Linked DNA regions of Sus scrofa: region 2 is linked to region 1. The links are chromatin contacts, called in public HiChIP or PLAC-seq maps. All regions are on one chromosome and are shown on one strand. The core of a region is the stretch at or near the end of the contact, and the rest is flanking DNA. Distances in the headings are between cores, read along the strand shown. Region 1 holds the start of FGF11 (fibroblast growth factor 11). Region 2 holds the start of SENP3 (sentrin-specific protease 3).

The links. HiChIP or PLAC-seq counts read pairs in DNA pulled down with a chosen protein or histone mark.
Region 2: a contact with region 1 is called in an H3K27ac HiChIP or PLAC-seq map of alveolar macrophages. The contact joins the promoter of SENP3 here to the promoter of FGF11 in region 1. A contact is called at or near these places in 2 of 5 promoter capture datasets (fetal liver and liver), 13 of 47 Hi-C or Micro-C datasets (blood, embryonic fibroblasts, epiblast stem cells and 6 more) and 2 of 2 datasets of contacts at active chromatin or transcription factors (alveolar macrophages and skeletal muscle).

The regions. Positions count from the first base shown.
Region 1 is chr12:52,740,311-52,743,538 of Sscrofa11.1, forward strand. It overlaps FGF11 (fibroblast growth factor 11), which reads left to right and starts at 1,780. Exons shown (of 5, transcript XM_013981311.2): 1 at 1,780-3,228. The coding sequence starts at 3,145. It overlaps TMEM102 (transmembrane protein 102), which reads left to right. Exons shown (of 9, transcript XM_021067827.1): 3 at 1-282; 4 at 285-2,060; 5 at 2,330-2,419. The coding sequence ends at 1,012.
Region 2 is chr12:52,855,878-52,859,105 of Sscrofa11.1, forward strand. SENP3 (sentrin-specific protease 3) reads left to right here and starts at 1,586. Exons shown (of 11, transcript XM_021067831.1): 1 at 1,586-1,817; 2 at 2,634-3,228. The coding sequence starts at 2,645. TNFSF13 (TNF superfamily member 13) reads left to right here. Exons shown (of 6, transcript NM_001112690.1): 5 at 1-77; 6 at 275-613. The coding sequence ends at 384.

The DNA of each region.
Region 1 (3,228 bases), core at 530-3,029:
AAAGTGAAGAAAGTCTCAAGGACCCGAAAACCTCTGTGGACCAGCCGCACGGTGACGTCACTGATCCTGAGGCACACGAGTCTTTGGAAAAATCACCTAGTAACGTTTCAGTGCCAGAGTCGCCTCAGCAAGACGCAACCGATGTTGGCTTTCCCTCACCATTGAAAAAAACGAATGGTGACGTCACCAAAGCAGCCGACGTTAGCCCAATGCCACAGCCCCAGCCGTCGGAGGCTCGGGAGGCATGGCCCACATTGTGTCCCGCCCAGGTGGCTGCCTGGTTCTTGCTTCGCTGGCTGCGGTCGCTGAGTCCCTGCTCCCGGTCCCAGGTGCCCCGCGCTTGGTTCACGCAGCCCGCCACGCTGGGTACACCACCATCCTGCTGGCTACGCCCGGGCCCCCGCGCCGACTCCTGCTTTTCGACCTGATCCCTGTGGTGTCCGTGGCCGGCTGGCCCGAGGGGGCTCGGAGCCACTCGTGGGCCGGCCCGTTGGCCACGGAGTCGTCCTCCTTCTACCTGGTGCCCGGCGGCGGCGGCGGCGGCGGCACAGAGCGGCCAGAAGCCTCTGGCTGGCAGCTCTGCTTCGCCCGCCAGGAGCTGGCGCTCAAGGCGCGCATAGCCGAGCCGCTGCTGCAAGCGCACGCGGCAGCCCAGGCGCTGCTGCGCCCGCTGGTGGTCGGGACCCGGGCCGCAGCGCCCTACCTCCTGCGGACGTTGCTCTACTGGGCGTGCGAGCGGCTGCCCGCGCTCTATCTGGCGCGGCCCGAAAATGCGGGCGCCTGCTGCCTCGGGCTGCTGGATGAGCTGGGCCGGGTGCTCGAAGCCGGGACGCTGCCCCACTATTTTCTGAGTGGCCAAAAGCTCCGTGCAGGGGACGGCGCGGTTTCGCTGCTTGGGGCGTTGGCCCTGCTTCGCGGGGACCCTGCCCGGGCCCTGCGCGCCGCCGTGGAGGAGGCCAAGGCGGCGCGCAAGGGGGGCGGCTTAGCCGGCGTGGGAGGCGGGGCCCATTAAAGATGCTGCTCCAACTGGCCTGGAAAGTGCTTCTGTTGGCCAGCGGAATGTGGAGGGCACTGCTCTCCCCTCACCTGGGAGACAGGCTGAGCGCCCAGGTCCCAAAGAGCCCGTTCTAGAAGGCCTCCTCGTCGATTCCTCCCCATCCTCCCACCCTCCTCCTGGCACAGGTTCCATTCTGGCCTCTCCACTTTCCGGATCTGTGGCCAGCACCCCTCCTGCTCCCGTGCAGCCTTCGGGGCCGCCGTCTTCCCCCCCCCCCCCCCCCCAGTTCTTATGGTCTTTTCTCTTTGGAGTCAATATGGATGGGGGTGGGGGAAATTATTTGCTGACAAAACGTGGAAAAAAAGCGGTATGGAGACCAGGAGCTGACCAGTTTGAAAAGCGGAGTTGTTAAGGAGGCCAGATTTCACCCCAGGCTAGAACTCACCACCACTCCTATCTCTTCCGTTACTCCCCCCCCAACCCCGCCCTTTCCTCATCCAGCCGTCCTCCATCCCGTGTAGTAGGGTAGTAGGGTCCCTTTCTCCATTCTCCAGGCATCCGCCATTCCATCTGACGCCCAACCTCTCCCCCCATCCAGGGTTCCGTTCAGTGGAGTCGCCTTCTTGTCCCTCATCCTCTGAACCCCGAGACATGCGGCCTTGCCTCGGCTCCGCCTGCCTCTAAGGCCGTCCTCACTCTCAGCCACCAAGGAACCCCGGGGTTCCGCCCGCCCAGTTTCACCCCCCTCTTTCCCAGCGTCTCCGCCCCCTGCCCCGCCCCCGGGCCGGCTCTCCGAGGAGGGGGAGCTGCTGTCGCCGTCGCCGCCTCAGCTTCCCACAGCCGCTACCGCTGCCGCCGCTGCCGCCTCGCCGCTTGGTCCAGCCGCCAGGCCCAGTGCTCACTTCGCCCGACCAGGGCGCTCTGCGGAGACACCCTCACTCCTTCCTGGGGTCCGGGACGCCTAGCTGGGCGTGGGGGGAAGCTCCGCTTGCGGGGTACAGGGAGGGAGGAGCCTGGAACCGGAGCCAGCGCCAGCCGTCGCCGGATCGACAAGACAGGACAGGTTGAGGGGCGTCGGGGAAGGAAGAGGGGGTGTTATAGGCAGTCCCGGGGAGGACCAGGAAGCCCTGTCGCAGAAAGCTCCGATGCGCTCTTGACTTACAGGGGGTCTGCTCACATTTGGGGACCCGTGACAACGTGGGTGCACTCCTCTCTCGGGGGGCTGGTTGGATTGGAGGGCGTGGGATCTAAACAGCACCAGCTGTCCCCGAGGAAATTAAGGGGCTGCCAGAAAAAAAAGGAAAACCAAAAACCTATGCTCCTTATTCCGAGGTGACAGAGGGCCCTTCAGACAACCACCTGGTGTAACCACTAGGAAGGGCGGATTTGGAGGTGACTTCAAAAGGAGTGGAGGGTAACAAGGTGAGGAAAGGGGCTCAGCAGCTGGAACGCTGTGCCACTAGAAATGGGGGTGACTTGGTGAGAAATGGTTTTGTCCAGAGACAGGGCCTGGGAACCTCTTCACTGAACAGGGACAGTCTGGATATTTCCAGATATAGTTTTGGGGGATTCCAGTGGGGGGAAAAAAAGTGGGGGATTCTGCACTTCGTGGGTGGCAAAGGAAAAGACACCCGAGGTTGGGTTCTTCCCTGACATTGGCAGCACCCCAGCAGGAGTGAGGCGAGCTAATACCCCCCAAACTAAGGACCCACACACTTAAGATTGCAAGAGTGGATTTGGCTGGAGTGCAGGGCCTGAAACAGGGTGGGAAGGTGCCTGGGAATACTGAAACCGTAGCTTGGAAAATTTGAGGGTCTTGGCTTTGGGACAGGGGAAGTGGGGGACAGGGACACTGGAGATCAGGGAAAGGAGGAGTGTTCAGAAGGGGGACCAAAGTTGAGGGTGGGGTCCATTGAGAGGTGCAGAGGCTGCAAGGTCTGGCAGGCGGAGCTAGCGCCGGGCCCAAGGGTGGGAGCTGGTGCCAGGGGTGAGGGTCGTCTAGGGCTTATCCTCAGGTCCTCTGGGTGGGGCGGTGAGTCGGGACCGGAGCGTCAGGAGCATGTCCTGGTGAGCGAGCGGGCTTCTCTGGAGGAGCCCAGCGCGCTCCGGACGCCCGCCGGTTTGGGGGTGTCTTCTCCCGGGGCGCCATGGCGGCGCTGGCCAGTAGCCTGATCCGGCAGAAGCGGGAGGTCCGCGAGCCCGGGGGCAGCCGGCCCGTGTCGGCGCAGCGG
Region 2 (3,228 bases), core at 336-2,835, 120 kb after region 1:
GCAGGAGACTCTATTCCGATGTATTCGAAGTATGCCCTCCAACCCCGACTGGGCCTACAATAGCTGCTACAGTGCAGGTGAGAGCATCTGGGCAGTGGAGGGTGGCTCTCCCACCTGCGGGTAGAGGTGGGGATGCTATGGCACGGGCCTGGAGCCTGGCTGGAGAGGAGGATCTGAGCAGTGAAGCAGAAAAGAGGGCCGAGTCGAAGGTGGGAGCGTGAAATCGAGGGCTCTGCATGTGCTTCACTGAGCATCATGTTTCTCCCTTTCTCAGGTGTGTTCCATTTACACCAAGGGGACATTCTGAGTGTTGTGATCCCCCGGGCCAGGGCGAAACTCAGCCTCTCTCCACATGGAACCTTCCTGGGAGTTGTGAAACTGTGATTGTGTTGTAAAGGTGGTTCTGAGCTTGGAAGACCAGGGTGGGTACATTTCGGAGACAGCCAAGAGCCGAGGAGACAAAGGACAGGGAACAGGCAGGAGCAGAGGCCTGTTCAGAGTTTGACTGGAACCCCAGGTTTGACAGCTCCTGACTCTCCCTTCCTCCTCCTGCTCCCCTCCCCCCCCGGGGGGGTCTTTAAATTCATGGATATTAAAGAGACAGACTATCGTTTTCTTTTTTTTTTTTTTTAAGTTCTCCATCCAGCCCCAAATTGAGGGAGTTGGGGGGGGGGATGTCAGGCATTGTCTAGACTTGCTCTGGATTCCCACTGGAATGCTTCCAGAACAGCACCACCATCTAGCGGCAGTTTGAGACAATCATCTTGCCTGTGGGCAGAAGTCACGAAGCCTCCCTCCACTCAGAAGAATCCTGGTCCCCTGTGCCACACCTCTCTCCAAGTACCCTCTGCCTCTTCACCCTACTGGCAACCTCTTCCTCACTTCCCTTTCTCCGTCTGTCGGGCCCCAGTTGCCGTCACTATTATCAGAGATGTAATTATTATGTGCCCGACAACGACGATCCCCTCGCAGCTACATTACTCAAGTTTTGCCTGTGACCCTCTCCATTGCCGTGGCGCGGCAGGCCACTCTCTAGAGTGGAAAGGTTCACCGGGAAGCCTCGGATGAATCATAAGCCCCAGTCCTGACACTCCTCTCATCTCTTTCTGCGCAAGCCCTGCCTAAAATTAAAGAAATAAATGAAACCTCAGATCCATTTCCCCCACCGCTTTGTCTCAGCCGCGTCCCCGTACCGGGATCTCCCGGCACTCCCGGCCCGCCTCTGACACGCCTCAAGGGACGGGGACGCCAGGACCCCCAGCTCAGGCCGGCGAGCTGGTGGAACGCAAAACTACACGCGCGGGGGAGGGGGAGGCGCGAGCCGCATGCGACACGCAGGCGCAAAAGAGCGAGTGCAGGGGCCGCCCCGTGCAGCTTCGGTGTAGCGAGTGTGCGCAGGCGCGGCCCTGCGTAGGGCTCGTGGGCGGGACGGTCCCGTGGCGTCTACGTTCTAGAGTAGGCGGGACTAGGCGCGTGGTGGCCGCGCCGGCGCGGTTCGCGGCGTGTGACGTGCTAATTGTGCGCCGCCACCGCCGGTGGGCCTGGGGCTCGCGGGAGGGGAAGGAGGAGAGGAGGAGGCGGAGGAGGGGGAGGAGGGGGAGGTGGGGGCTGAAGCGGAGCAAGAGGCGGCGCCGAGGGGCGGCTCCGCGGCGCGGAGCGGCGCGCGACCCAGAAGCGTTGGAATCCTGAATTGAGACGGCTGCGCCTGAAGACAGCAGGAGTGGCGGGGCCGCCGCCGTCGCCAGAGAGATGAGCCGGGAAGCCTGAGGCCGGAGACGCCCGCCCTCGGGCCTGTCCGCCCGGCTTCCCCGCTCCCGGTGAGGACGCCCCGTCCCCTCCCCCCAGCTCTGCCGCGGCCTCTCCCATTCCTGGATCTCATTCCTACCTAAGCCGGGCCCAGGAGGCCCTCGAAGGGGCTTCTTCAGGTCCTTGCACGCCGAGCCGCCGAAGCCTGTACCGGTGCTGGGACGCGTTCCGGTCCCCGGGGACGGAGCGGGAGAGGGGGCTGGGCTAACCTTGCTCGACTCAGTTCTGTCCCAACGTCTTGCTTCGGCGGCCTGAGCGCCGACTCGGTTCTCTTTCGGTTTCCTTAAAAATCACGCCCTTTTCATTAGATCCTGTATAGCTCTGGTGTGCCCATTCCGTGAGACGACCTGAGCCCGCCCACACACCCCCATTCATTCTCGGGTGCTTGAGAACTCTCTTCCTATTCTAGATCATGGTTTCCCCGCGGAAGTTGTGTTTTCCCCAAGTATTTCTGTACCATGTCAGGTCTCCCGCACTGAGCCGTTTTTCTTATTAGACTCTCAATTAGGACATCCCTGGTGGTATTACATTAGGGAAGTGGAGTCTGAAAATACTGGGTTTGACCTGGGGATCTGAGAAATAAGAGCCCTGGAGCCTACTGCTTAGCCATTCTCCCATGCCTCTGTTAGGGCAAGAGAGAGATGATGGTACAGACTCTAAAAGCTACCTTGTGGACCACCTTCCTAGTGGAAGATCTGAAGTTAGAGGAGTTCTGCAGTTTTTCCTTAGTTTATTTGCATCTGATGATAGAAGAAGCTTGTGAGGAAGAGAGGCAGGGTTTGGGGTGTAAGATGTTTGATTCCGACACTCTGATCTCTGTTTTACAGGTTACTGGAAGATGAAAGAGACTATACAAGGGACCGGGTCTTGGAGGCCTGAGCCTCCTGGACCCGGCATCGCCCCAGCTTATTCAAGTCCCAGGCGGGAGCGTCTTCGTTGGCCTCCACCCCCAAAGCCCCGACTCAAATCAGGTGGAGGGTTTGGGCCAGATCCTGGGTCAGGGACCACAGTGCCAGCCAGACGCCTCCCTGTTCCTCGGCCCTCTTTTGATGCTTCAGCTAGTGAAGAGGAAGAAGAGGAGGAAGATGATGAGGATGAAGATGAGGAAGAGGAAGTGGCAGCTTGGCGGCTGCCCCCCAGATGGGGTCAGCTCGGAGCCTCCCACAGGTCTCGCCCTCCCCGCCCTGCTCATCGGAAAACCTGTTCACAGCGCCGTCGCAGAGCTATGAGAGCCTTCCGGATGCTGCTCTACTCTAAAAGCACCTCGCTGACATTCCACTGGAAGCTTTGGGGGCGCCACCGGGGCCGGCGGCGGAGCCTTGCACACCCCAAGAACCATCTTTCACCCCAGGAAGGGGGTGCGACCCCACAGGTGCCATCCCCCTGCTGTCGTTTTGACTCCCCCCGGGGACCGCCTCCACC